Regions from separate parts of the Zea mays genome. Here region 1 is linked to region 2. The links are chromatin contacts, called in public Hi-C maps. All regions are on one chromosome and are shown on one strand. Each heading gives the region's core, a stretch centred on a gene start, on an enhancer-like site or on the middle of the called end of the contact. The rest is flanking DNA. Distances are from core to core; before and after follow the strand shown. Region 1 holds the start of LOC118476630. Region 2 has its middle 18 kb from the start of LOC100382270.

Evidence for each region. A called contact is a pair of places that touch in the nucleus more often than the background predicts.
Region 1: a contact with region 2 is called in a Hi-C map of leaf, with 7 times the contacts expected there. The contact joins the promoter of LOC118476630 here to the enhancer-like site in region 2. A contact is called at or near these places in 7 of 25 Hi-C or Micro-C datasets (ear and leaf).

What each region holds. Positions count from the first base shown.
Region 1 is chr3:11,440,822-11,448,031 of Zm-B73-REFERENCE-NAM-5.0, forward strand. It overlaps LOC118476630, which reads right to left and starts at 2,896. Exons shown (of 2, transcript XM_035966147.1): 1 at 2,628-2,896. It overlaps LOC100273930, which reads left to right and starts at 6,136. Exons shown (of 2, transcript NM_001148322.1): 1 at 6,136-6,795. The coding sequence starts at 6,224.
Region 2 is chr3:11,228,404-11,235,101 of Zm-B73-REFERENCE-NAM-5.0, forward strand. No RefSeq gene overlaps it. Among protein-coding and RNA genes, the nearest start is that of LOC100382270, 18 kb to the left of the region's middle. Within about 2 kb of position 4,523, at least 16 of the 20 cell types and tissues checked have an H3K27ac peak or open chromatin away from gene starts, as enhancers often do. A contact at or near this core is called in ear and leaf, where this site is marked.

The DNA.
Region 1 (7,210 bases), core at 1,646-4,145, 210 kb after region 2:
TGAATTTCCTAAGATTTAATGTGCTTGAAATAGGATTAAATGATAAATAAATTTTCTAACTGTTTTCATGTCAAAACAGAGTCACTAAATGGTAGAGAATAAAATTACAAAATTTTAGAAATTGGAATGGTTCGATTTGGAGCTAAAATGAATTTTCTATGCATTTTACAAGTTTCTAGAATTGTTTTTGTATTAAAAATGGATTTCTATAATTATTTCTCTGTTTTTAATCTCCTCTGGACTGGGCCTCAATTCCTGGAAAATACAGGATTCTCGGTGTAAGATTTCTAAGACACATATGACCCACCAGGTGGATTGCGGGTTGAATCCGAAAGAACCCGGGGTCTCTTATGCAAATGATGTGGACGAAGGGGTACGACGGTATCTGGGTCGCACGATTGCAAATGAACGGTGTGGATTAGGTCCAGATTAACTTCGAACCGGCACCGCATCGAGGCCGTCAGATATGGGAATCACGGTTCGGATTTAATGACATGAAGGGATACGCCAAATTTGATCTAGGCCATTCCCTGCACGATCGACGGTTGAGGGCCAACTTTCCCCTAGATCTAATCTAAGCCGTCGAGTACGCGATCAATGGTCACGATCTCACAAGCGAAAAGGGGTATGCAGGGGTGATCCTGGCCCCTGATCCGTAAATCCATGGCTCAAAACCTCACACGCCTGCATCTAATCCTAACCGCATGATGGATATCCAACGGCCCCACGCATCATCTTCTTCTCCCCTGACGGGCCGGCCACGGCGGCACCCGAGTGCCCAAGGCGGAGGTTCGCCGGCGTGGGCTCTGCTCGTACCGTCCGACGCCCAATCCTGAATCAACCTAGTGCTAAACGAAGTAGAGACCACGACGAATAGCTCTGGGCATCACTTACCTGGGTTAGTGACGATGGTAGCGCAGTTCACGCAGAGATGCAAGCCACGACGAAGGGGGAAAGTCGTCGAGCAATCGCCACCGATTTACGGCCACAGGAGCTCAACGAGAACAGCAGATACGATCCACCAGAGAGTGCGAAGCTATCTCCCCTACAAGTTCCACCGGAGCGACGGTGGTCCCTAGTTCACCCGCGGCGGTGCTCCGCCTTCTCTCTTCCCTCGGTTCACGGAGCTGACAGTGGAATGGAGGGACGTGCTGCGCCCGAGCTGCCGGGAGAGTATTTATCCGTGGCGGACGATCCAGAAGGTGGAGTCGCGGAAAACCCCAGGAGCCCGAGATCTCCGCGGAGGTTGCAACGGCGGGTCAGTGGCCATGGCGAAAGAAGCGGTCCGTTCGGCCACGACACAGCTGGGCGACAAGATGACAGGTGGGACCCACAGGTAAGCCACGCGGGGAAAAAGGGAGAGCACGGCACCCAGGCTGACGCGCGCGGAGAGGCTGTCGCGAGGGTCCCGCGTGTCAGCGCGCGACTCCAACAGTGGGCACGGTTGATGTAAATGGGCCAGTCTGCTCACATTGGGCCCAACACGAGGGGTTCTTTTCTTTTTCTTTTTCTTTTTCTTTTATATTTCTTTTTCCTTTTTTTTTCCTTTTTCAACTTCAAACTCCCTTCAAATTTAAATTTCCATTCCTGTGAAAATTTATCCCCAATTTTATATTATGCTATGAACAGTATCAATTTGGAGATATATTTATATATACATTGTTTTTATCTTAAGTCTTTATACATCTCCTCTTTTCTAACTTCTATAATTTCTTTATCTTCTAAATTTCCCCTTTGGGACTTTATTATTTTTCTAGCTACATTCATTATTTTATTTTGTCACAACGTGCACACAAAAGAAAATCCCAGCATGATGCATATTTTAGTGGCATATATTTTTGTTAATTATTTTGTGTTTAAATATGGTGTTCACAGGATGACAAATAGGTGAAATTCACATAAATGAATAAAGGGAGGCACTACTCTCCTTTTATATGATCTTTTACAATTTAGGTGTTACAATAAATTACTAACTAAATTACAAACTAAAAAACAAGTTTGCTAACTAACTAGCAAGTTTTCTAACTAAATAATGTTATCAACTAAATTACTAACTCGGGGACGACGCAACAACGACCACGATAGGGGGGAGACAGCGAGAGAAGACGCGTGAGAGGCAACGGTGTATCGAGAGACGCGCTAGCGACCACTTCTTTTACTTCCAAGCTCGACGCAAGGATTTGTGGCACCGAGCTCGACACCGTAAGTTACGACGCTGAGGTGTTTAAAAATTAGATTACATCGTTTGAGGATAAAACTTAAAATTTTTAGAAAAAAAAAGATTAAAATGCAAAAGAAGGGCTACATAGAAGGTAAGGCTATCTTCAGACTAACTATCTCACTCCTGGTTTTAAACTCCATTCTACGAACATACAAAACACCGTTTCCACGCACCGCTGGAGTTCGGAACAGCCTGTGCAGGCAGCAGGCCCTACCAAACCCTAGAGAATACCTCGTCAATCGAAAGCGTTGCCGTCGGATAGTTTGATCCACGTCCGCCGACAAGGAACCCCACCCCCACCGCACTCGACGACTTGACGACACAAGTCGAGGAGCCCGCGCCGGGATCGGGTGCGAGGAGGAGAAACGAGTGCAGTGCAGTGTGGGAATAATAAGACGAGACTAACCGAGTCGAGATCGACGAGGAGGAGTGGGAGGAGGCGCCGCCGCGGTCGGGAGACGGCTGCCAGCGGCGGAGGTGAAGGGGAGTCGCCGAGAACGAGCAGCGGAGTCTCCTTTGTAGCGGGCTTACCATGGGTGCGGCCCAGTGTAGCCTTTCGTCTCTTCCTTGTGTAGAAGCCGAATTTGTTGAATCCGGAGACGGCCAGTTCCGTTCACTTTTGGAAGATAATATATGCGGACGGCCCAAGCCCAATCCGGTGGTGAGAAATAATTCACAGCATGCATGTCATAGTGGTCGTCGATTTGCTAATGTATTTGCACTTCCCGCGCCGCTGGTTATTCGCAGAATGTTTATAAATTTTATACTGTAGTAAAATCTAGGACCAGTACCCAACCATGACTGCAGGGAGAGAGAGAAAAATAAATCTCTTCTCTGTCAGGAATTGCAAAAAAAATCTTTTCCTTCACATCTTCTTAGTAACTCTTAGCTCTCCAAACCTTCCAGTTATGCACAACTTCTACAACTATAATACTGTTTTTCGTTGTGTATACACACTAATGGTATTTTCCATGTGGTAGGTTCACATGTACTTATTTTAGTTGAATACCAAGCGATTGGTCCGTACCTTGTGGTTATCTAACGCATACTTTCTACTTCTTTCTACTGTGTAGTGTCAAGCGTGCGTGGACCACTGACTCAGAGATGGCCAGGAAACGTGCTGATAAGTTGTTTATGGGTTTTGCAGTTTTGGTCAATGACAGAATGATGCTAACCGTTATCTATTTCTCTGCAGACGACGCACTCTTGCCTCACCAAAAAAAAATCTACACACTGTTGACCCGGGATCTCCAAGCTGCCCACATTTGTTTATTTAACCTTTTGTCACTGTTAATCCTTTTTCTAAGTAAACAATTCGCCTTATTATGGAACCAGCCAGGTCCAGCCGTGCATTGACCCATGGATTAATAATAATAATAATAATAAAGCTGGGTGGCAGTCCACAAGCCACTATTCATCAATACCACGCTCTGCTCTGTGAGGCTTAAGCTCCTGCTGATCAGACAACCCCTCCCGTCCCATGGATATTCCCCTTCCTCCTTTGTATTATTGTCTTGTTTACCTTTCGCTCGTGGACCTGGTAACCCACAGCGCTGGTATGATTGCGGGAAACAAAACTTTTTCGCCCTGGCCAGGATAACCTTTTATGAATCGGGCTTGTTTGGCAATGATTCCGATGGCTGTGCTTTTGCAGTGTGGGAGAGGCCCTTTTTTCTCTTGTGTTTGCCGATGGTGTCGTCCTCTAAAGTGAAAAAGGTGGCTGTGTGTCTCTAGAGAGTGATCCACTGACAACACTGTAGAATGTGAATATGTGGTTACTCCTCTGAATCTATCCTTTAGTTCAATAGTACTCCCCTCATTCCAACCTATAAGAGATTTTGGCTTCTCTCAAGACATTATCTTAACTATGTATCTAAACATAATGTATATATACATGTATAGTAAAAGTTATATATCTAGAAAAGACAAAACACCTTATAATTTGGAATGGGAATAGTACCTGACAAATTTATCTCCAGTTATGTGTGTAATTGCATTGCTTGCATTATGTTATTCCATACATAAAAACATGTTGAATAAGATGACACATATGCTTTTCATAGTTACACAACTGCCTTAATGCTTTCATAGTTACACAACTACCTTAACATATAATTTTCTTCATCATTTCAATCTTAGTTTCTTTCCCTCGTTTGACCATTTCCCTGTTACCACATTGTTAGTTGGGAACACGATGGTTCTTTTCGTACCGGTTACTTTGATGACTCGCGAGCTTGTTCAATCCTAATGGTGCATCAATGTCCAATGCTCATTACATGATGACTCAGTTGTTGTTAATTGCAAGTAGTATTTATTTTCTTTCTGTTGGCGAAAGACAGTTGTAACTATTGTCAGATAGCACTACTAGCAAGCTGCAAAAAGGATCCAACCCGACCAGACATTGTGTTGGCAGGCAGATCTGCCACCAAGATACGGTGTTCTCAGTGTTCCCACAATCCCAGTTGGAGATGCCCCAGTAACTTCTCCGTGCTGCACTGTCTCTGCGTGTTTGTTGGCTATGTGTGTGTGTGTGTGTGTGAGAGAGAGAGAGAGAGAATGCAGGATTGTACAATACATTGGCCTGATACCAGGTGTATATGACGTATGGCTGCTGTGCTGGTACTGGCAGACGCAAAAAAAAAAGGTTCTAGTAAAAGGCAGAAAATCTGAGGCGGTTGGGCGGCAATGTTTGCTCCATGATATGCCTGGTGAGACTGAAACGCTATTTCTCGCTGATAGTGTTGGACATGGCATTGGAGCCCCTTTTTTGTAGTACAAGTACAATGCTGGCTGTGTATTCTTTGTTTCTATCTAATTATCTATTTGTATTACAGCTGTAAGTGTGGTGAATTACAGTGCCTTGTAAAAAAAATTTGGGGGATGCAGTGTCCACCATATATAGTTTTAATACCTGCTCTACAAGAACCAAAGCCAGCCATGCATGGTTCAACGTGGACAGGTGTTGGCACGAACCAGACATGTCCTAACGCTATTGTAGCCTTGCTGCCTCACTCACACACGCAGGCAGAAGACGGCAGAAGTGACCAGCCTAGGCGACATGGCATGGGAGAAATGGGTGGAAAGGCTGGGTGGTTGACGTGGCCACTGAATGGAATCACATGAAGAACCCTTAAAAGACACGTACCAAAAGAGGAAGAAAAGAGGAAGGGGGAGGTGGGAGGACAGCAGAGGAAGGAAAGGGTAGGCATCTTTTTATATGGTTTCGGGGCAGCTGTGAGGTGAGGTGAGGTGGGAGTGGAGGTGGCTGTGTAATTGCTGCTGCACGGGTGGTGCATGTGTAGCCTTTCAGCTGCAAAAAAGCTTTAGCAGTTATCTTCTTCTCTTCTTTATTAATCACAATGCTAGCAGCCGGCTTGCCGCTGGTTCTTCTTCATGTGACCCCCCCATGCAGGCATAAAAGCAATGTCACCACCATGCTCTTGCACTGGAAACTCTTGCAAACTTCATCGCTCGATTCCAGTTCTTCAGCCATGCTCTTTTTTTTTCCCCTTTCCCTTTCAATACGCTTTGTACGTCCCATCTATACTTGCTGCTTGGGTTTACTCTCGTGCAGTGCAGCTAGCAGCTAGCAGCTTGAGCCTTGAGGACACACTTAGCCAGGCAGTTTCCAACTAGCCCTTGTGGGGGGTCCAATGATGCAATGATTCTGGCCTGTAATCATCCATGCAAGTGGAGAAAAAGGTGAATCAAACCCTGTTAGATCCTTGGGAATAGTTATATACATAGCAATAGATACTCTCCTGCAGTGTAAAGCTGGCTTACGCGGCTTTAAACATTTTTAAACCTGCTATCCACACGACCACACATTAGCTCATCTCATGGCAGCCACAGTCGTCCCGTCCACCCCCTCCCCTGCTTATATAGCAACACAGAGGAGTTAGCTGCCTGGGAGGCAGAGACGAAAGCCTACTAGCTTCCCTTTGGGTCGGTCTCGCGCTCCCGCTGCGCGTCTGTCTGTCTGTCTGTCTTGGAGCCTCATCAATGGCTACCATCAGAGAGGAGTCCGACTACGACAGCAGCCGGTCCTCGCTGACGGCGCCGGGCGGCTCCCGCCGGAGCTGGATCAGCGACATTGGCAGCGCCAGCTCGGTCTCGGCGCGCTCCGTGGCGGGGCGAGGCTGGGACGCGCCGGCGTGCCGCCACCGCCACAAGCCTCACAAGGCGAACCAGGCCGAGTGGGAGGCCATCGGGCGCGTCCGCGCCGCCGCGGGCCGCGTCGGCCTGGAGCACTTCCGCCTGGTGCGGCGCCTGGGCAGCGGCGACCTCGGGAACGTCTACCTCTGCCAGCTGCGCGAGCCCTGGTCCACCACGGGGTGCCTGTACGCCATGAAGGTGGTGGACAAGGACGCGCTGGCGTTCCGCAAGAAGCTGCGGCGCGCGGAGGTGGAGCGCGAGATCCTCCGCGCGCTCGACCACCCCTTCCTCCCCACATTGTACGCCGACTTCGAGGCGTCGCACTACGCCTGCCTCGTCATGGAGTTCTGCCCCGGCGGGGACTTGCATGTTGCCCGCCAGCGGCAGCCCGGCAGGCGATTCAGCATCTCCTCAGCGAGGTACTGTACTGTACTGTACTGTACTGTGGATTTTTTTTTTCTTCCCAAACTCTCGCATGGCTGCATGAGTTTTTTTTTTTGTTTGGGTTCTCGTCACATCTGAAACTGGGGCTTGGTAAGCAGAGCTCTGTTTCGGGGTCAAGCTTTGTTTATTTCAGTGTCACTTTTGTAAAAGCATGGCACTTTAGGCTAGTGATCCTCTTTTCACGGGCATCGGTGCCATAGCTTTCAGCAGGCTCTTTTTGTCTCGCCGTGCCAATCTTTCCAAGCATATCTGTTGGAACCACTAGGGCTTTAGCTAAGCTGACGATCTGAGCTGCGCGTATAGCGACATGTATATGCCGGCTGGCTGGCTGGCTGTATCTGTATGCACAAGCTAGCAGGCGATGTTTATCCTCTCCAGATCACTGTCGAA
Region 2 (6,698 bases), core at 3,273-5,772:
AGATACAAAAAAAATCTTAAGCATCAATTAACACAAACTACAGCGATATCATATTTTTTCTATTGAACTCATTAAGAACTTCATCAATGAAGGTTTCACACCTGACTGAGTATCACGATAATGATCACTATGACATTCTAATGTGCGCATTTACTTGTGCTTATTTCCTAACTTTTAGGCAAAGATCCTGCCTAGCATGCAAACTTAAAATATGTGGTCAATAACATGAAAAGGATAAACACACAAAATTTATCAATTACTTATATATAAACAATGTTTATCAGAAATCACATGAATATTCTTTTGAAGAACCAAAAAGCCATCTAACCTATATATTACAAATTAAATTGTGTATAACATGTTACATGTCACATGCCTTGATACCGACATTGGAATATGTGATTCATACATGTTGTGTGAGATGCAAGACCACGTGTATAACAGGAAACAGTGGGCAGGTTGTCTGGGACTTTTAGGCCAATAGAAATGTGGCGAACTTAATTAATGCGCTAATCATTTCTCTAATTCCCTTATGGTGCCAGGTCAAAGGACAAGCCTGATAAAGTGGTAAGAGTTGTCTCACTGAATCATCATGTTGCGGGTTCGAAAAAACCTCTCTGTATTTAGGGAAATGCTTGTCTTGGTTTATCACCATTCTCTAGACTCCATTAATAGGAATCTCGTGCATTGAATGTATCTTTTTTTATTGTGTCAGGTTCCACCGGTACAAGGGCATTATCACCTTGATCATATAACATAAATAGGATGATAAAAGATAGGTCAGATTGAAACTGTACTTGCTGTAGTCTGACATGGGCAGGCTAATGGAACAGAGAAGCCATTTAGCAAGAACAGTCCAGATATGACTAATATAAGTACGCAGAAGGTATATGAAGCAGATATATCTATCTGAAGCCTGACACCGACTCATCAATATGCCACTGCTTCCCTAAGGCAAATAATTGATAACTTGCAGAAATTACATAAGAACAGCTAAACACAAAGCTGTAAAGAATGCCTATTGCACAACAACTGTGCGTGATATGGGGACGGATGACCATATTATCACTATAAGCATACCTGATGGCAGGACATATTTCCCATGCTAGCCCAGCAGTTTTTGGTATTCAATTCATGTTTACTGGATCTGGACCTGAGTTGACTACACTGCTTACATCCGCTTTATCCAAAATTTCCAATGCAATTGTGATTTAAGGGGTTAGAGCATCTCTAACAACGTGACCTGTAAAAATGCCTTATAATTTAAAAATGGGTATATTTTATTGAATTTAGGGCAACAACAAAACATCTCGTTCTAACAGCAAAACCTCAAATCTAGATTATAGGGCAGCACACTACGGTGTAGTATATTTGAGACACTTGAGAAGATGCCCTATAATTTTTGACTAAATTTTATAAAATGAGCACTGTTGGAGTAGTTTTCCTGCGTAGAGCCTCATATTTAAATTTGAAGCACCGATTTGAGGCATTGTTGGAGATGCTCTTATAGCTCTAGGTACAAGATAGCCTATACCCAATTTTGAGCAGCCTTATCTCAGTATTTCACTATAAAACTCACTTTCTCAAATTAGAAGCTAATTGATTTGCTCTCTGCAGCTGAAGAATCAACTTGAACTCAGTCAAGAAACTGCTATCCTTGCCACATACAAGCAAAACTGTGATTGAATGCAGTCCAGTAATACAGTAATCTCAGTTTTTTTAAAAAAAGCAGCCAACTGGTCATTTCGTCAAATACTGTCGATGTATTGATTATTGATGTTGTCAAGTTCAGAATGTAGTAAAATTAGCATATTCACTTTCCATGAAGAGAGAGATAAGTGTACTTAACAATGAAATCTTTTACTACTAGGCATCATGATGTGGACAAGGTATCTCTTGAGTTATTGACTTCATATGGACAAGGTATGCAGAGTCTACACCAACTGGCAACAGAGAGAAATCATCAGTTCATGTACAGGTTATGTGAGAACAGTTGCATCGTCAGGCATATCAGTCTTTCACTTGTGCCTCTCCAGCCCCATGCCTATCTTCTGTTAAGAAGGATGCAGTCCTGTCATCATTTCCCCTTCTCATCCCACAACTTTTTTAAATTTTCAATACCACCACTTCTCACATGATTCTATCTCCTAGCAAAACAGCACACTTCCACACGCTCAAAACCGCAGGTGCCATCTAAATATTATTTTTCTCATCTTGTAATCTACTGTCCTAACAATTATTGTGGTGTAGCAACATCAGGATACTGTAGCTACCCAAATGTATTGATGAGTGAAGGACAGAGCGAGGGACACAGGCTAGAGGCACGCTGATCCTGGATACTGTCAAGTTACTATCATACGAGAGATTTATAATGCTTGCAGGTATATTGCCATAGTGTTGAGATCGTCTTGTACATGTACTCATGCTGTAGGGGTTGATACGTACTTTCATAGTGGCAGGACCTATGACCTAAGATCACACCATGGGTACAACGTAGTTGATAAACGGTGTAGCTGCTTGCACTTTATAATGCTTGCAGGTATGTTGGCAAATTCAGGCGTGACTACAAGGACAATGGCACGCACTGTACAATGATCCCAGGTACCCTTGCTATCCATTGTTGTGCCTACAGGGACAATGTACAGTGGTCATGGGTACACCTGCTACCTCCGTTACGGCAACAGTGCACCTCTTTGAGCATAATGTCTCATGTCACATTTAATATGATGGAGGAAGCCTTATCTTAACAGCTCAGCACCCGGTGGTTGTCCTAGGTAGGGGTATACATGGCACCAGGGTTATACCGCTAGGGTCGTCTTGCCCTAAGGGCTTCGATTACCAAGTTGTGGATGTAGCCTACAGGGGTCCTTACACTTGGCAGAACAGTGAATTTGATTTCCGACCAGTAGAGCCCTGAACGCCAAGAGAGTCCTAAAGGCCAAGAGGTTCTTGGATCTGGTCTTTCGACATGGGGGCACCAGACTTAGCTAGAGCCGCCGGGCATGATCCCTAGAGTACGAGATCTCTGGGACACGGGGCTCGTATCAACGCCCCCCCCCCCCCCCCCCCACCTTCAGGTTTCTTGTACTGATGTAATCTTCAGAAGGCATTTGAACAATATGCGGAGATATGATTTTTCCTAGATGCTAACAACAATTATTCTTAATCGTGCAGGATCCAAGAACTTAGGGCTTCCCGTCCTCTAATCTACTAGTTCAATATCGTGTGTCATAGTTATTTGCCTTGAGCTCTTCTACATGTCACTCATTGCCTTGTATTTTAGGAGATTTTTCCATTACCATGTGAGTCAATGGTATGCCAAATAAGTTAATCAAATATTCAAATACGCATGACTTGAATGCTCTGCCTTCTGCAACCATGCGTAATTAATTTAAGAATTACATAAACTGAATTCATTTGCATAATTTCAGGAATAACAGATGGTAACCACATGGACAGCAGCCAAGCATCATAGAACTATTCTGCATTGTGTGCCATGATATTAAAAATGGTAGATTCCATACATATAAGAATCTTAGACATAATTATCAGCTCCATTCATTCAACTAATGAGGATTCTAACAGAGTGAACTGTTTCATGCTTAAGCCAAATCAACTAAATGGATTTTCTGTTTCCATTGCATGCCACACACAATGTTTCAGTTTGTTAATCCTATTGAGCAAGATTAGGGAGCAAACACAGGCCCCGCATGTTTGCGATTCGACTCCTTTTGTCAGTGCATCTGTTTGCAAACAGTTAGGAGCCTGTAGTTTTGCCGATAAAGGCAGCATATTACTATGTCCAAGACAAGAGAAACCCGGAGGAGACTATCAATGCTGAATAAATAACTGGACCCTGGAGGCAATACAGTAGTTTCGGAAATGGATTAGTGTAACCATACCCTTCTAAGACTACTACTTAAAAACGTGCAATATTATTTACTACTCCCGAAAATCTAATAGTAATAAACTAAGCAGCTGCTTGAAAAAAACAACTAATCGTAAAAATGAGGACCTCAGCTGAGGCCACCAGATTAAAAAACCAAAAAAATGCATGGACGCAAACACCACGTAACTGGTAAGTGGTATGTACTATGTAGCATTCGATTTCTCCGCGTGATCAGGAAAACCGAGAACAGCAATGCCTGCCTTGGCATAAGGCCGAAAGCGTGATGCCCGTAGATCCTACTGTGCACCCTTCGATCGGGGCACAATCGGCTCGGTTCGGCGCAAAATTGAGCCTAACTTTCGCAGAGACCGGTAACCCCACACCCCTTTATCTCGGCGGCCGCACCTGGCGCCGCTGCAGGGCACAGCAAGGAGGAAGATACAGCCGCCCTAGGGAGGGGGCGAGCCCGCCATATGACGAGGGCAGGAATCTGGCAATATCCAAGCAGGTAGAGACAAGGCGCAGGCGGGAATGGGAAGCGAACAAAAATCCAGGCAGGGAAGGGGGGCGATCATGTACCAGCGCCTCCTAGGATCGTGGATCTTGTCGCGGCCCGCTTGCCCTTGTCATCATCATTCATCTGCCTCCCGCCCCGCGTCGCGTGGCGTACACTCCGTACGCGCCGCTCACGCGATCCCTCTCACTCCCAATCATTCGCGGCGGCGTCGTGTTTCGCGGTGTCGCCATCGCCTGTTTTTTTAACCTCGGTTTGGGCCTTTGGGAGCGGAACTTGAATGGAGGATTGGAGGCTGGGTGCAGCCACAGTGCATGACACCTGTGGATCGCTGCCGCCGCGGGGTCGGCCGGTAGGACGAGAGCGTTTTGGAAGGCCGCTTGGTTTTGGTGCAACTGCCAAACGTTTATACTGTTATCTACGTGAGCTCCCATAAAATGACTCTGAAAGTTAGTTTTAAGAGTTATCTAAAAAATTAGTTGATAAATTTTAATCATTTCTCTAATAGATCCATTAAAACGACAGATTCTAGGGAGCTTAAAAAATCTTTTATTTGTAGCTATAAGTTGTTTTAAGGTCTAGAAAAAATTGATAGCATTTTAGGAGAACTGTTGGAGACACGTTTTTATATTTTTCTAAAAAAACTTGATTTAGGAGAGACTTATGATAAACGGACGTTATCTCTATTTTAGTTCTTTGGCAGTAGAAATCAGGGTATGATTGATTTTCTCTATTTTACTCTCTGTGATAGCAATTTTAAAACTAAAAAGTACGAGTGGCCTTTTAGGCTGTTTGTGACCTTCCTTAAATATAGGAATTCCTTACGTAGAAGCCCATGTAAATTAAAGCTCAGAAAAGCAGCCCAGATAAGTTGATCACTATGTATGCCGGGCTGTGTTAAGGCCCGTGTCCCGAAATCTCCAACCCAACTCATAACGTCATGGGCTTACCGCATAACGCCGGTCTTGATTCTTAAATAAATACTCAATCGGCTCATCTAGAGCAAAGTGAACTTCGCACTTTTGGCATTTCTCTCTCTCTCTCTCTCTTCTCTTTCATGTCTCTTCTCCATTTATATTCCTATAAAACACCAATTTTCCTGGTTTGCACCATCATATCTTTTTGCAAAAAAATCATTATACTCCTTTCTAATCTAACTCGTGGTCCAAATATTTTTATCTCTTTAAAAAAAATCTTTATACTTCTTTCTAGTCTAACTCGTGGTTCCACAGTCATCGTGTGTTACCCTTCCCCTTTCCGCTTTATAAAAAAAATAAGTTTACATTGGTGGTTGGCTTCACATTCACATCTAGCTAATCAATAGTTTACACATATTTTTTTGTTTAATTAAAAAAATTCTACTCATGTGATATATAAAAACCGTGGCAACGCACGAATATATGACTAGTGCTCCTTTAAAGCACGAGTCAAACATGGAACATGTTGGTACCTCGTAACTAGGGTATCCACTTCAACTGTGTCAAGGCGGATACCTGCATGGTTAGGTCTAACCGCGTACTAAGAAACTGAGCAGCCGGACCTATAGGACCGGACCCGTCTAACAGGACCGCTGGCCTCGGAACCCACTCCCTGCTCAGGTACAGCTCTGGTGCCACGTGTCCCACAAGAGAAGATGCTCAGCGACTACTCCCATGGGTCTGGACCCCCACGAGTGGGCCCGAACCCTTATGCGTGCCACCCAGACCCCCATGTGTGGGTCCTGGTCCTCCACGTAAGCCGTCCAAGCCCCATGGGTGGGTCCTTGACCTCCTCGTATGTCGTCCGGACCCCCATGATGGCTCCTAGACCTCCACGTGTACCGTACGAACCCTCATGGCGAGTCCTTGACCTCCACGTGTGTCGTTCGAACCCCCATAGGTGGGTCCCGGACCTCCTGTCTTACATCCAGACCCCGACAGGCATGACCCAAGTCTTCAGGCCAGCATGTGCCCTTGGTCCCCACTCTCCGCTCGGATAGGAGTCCAGTGTCGACACATGGCTCATGGCCGCGTGGCAGAAGCCTTCGGACAGAAGCAAGCTCACCGCCCGCATTCAATGCGAGCAATTAAGGTGTGCCCTATTGCGCACGGGGCAAGGGAAAGCTTTTGTCTGGCTGCGCAGACCCAAATGACTGGGTCGAGCATTACCGAGGCAGACCCAAATGACTGGGTCGAGCATTACCGAGTTGTTAACCAGGACCTTGAGTTGGAGATTCTATAGAACAATGTGACTGACCAAAGAGTTGTTATCCTCAATTACTTGAGGAATCCAACTCGGGGCGGGGGGGGGGGGCAA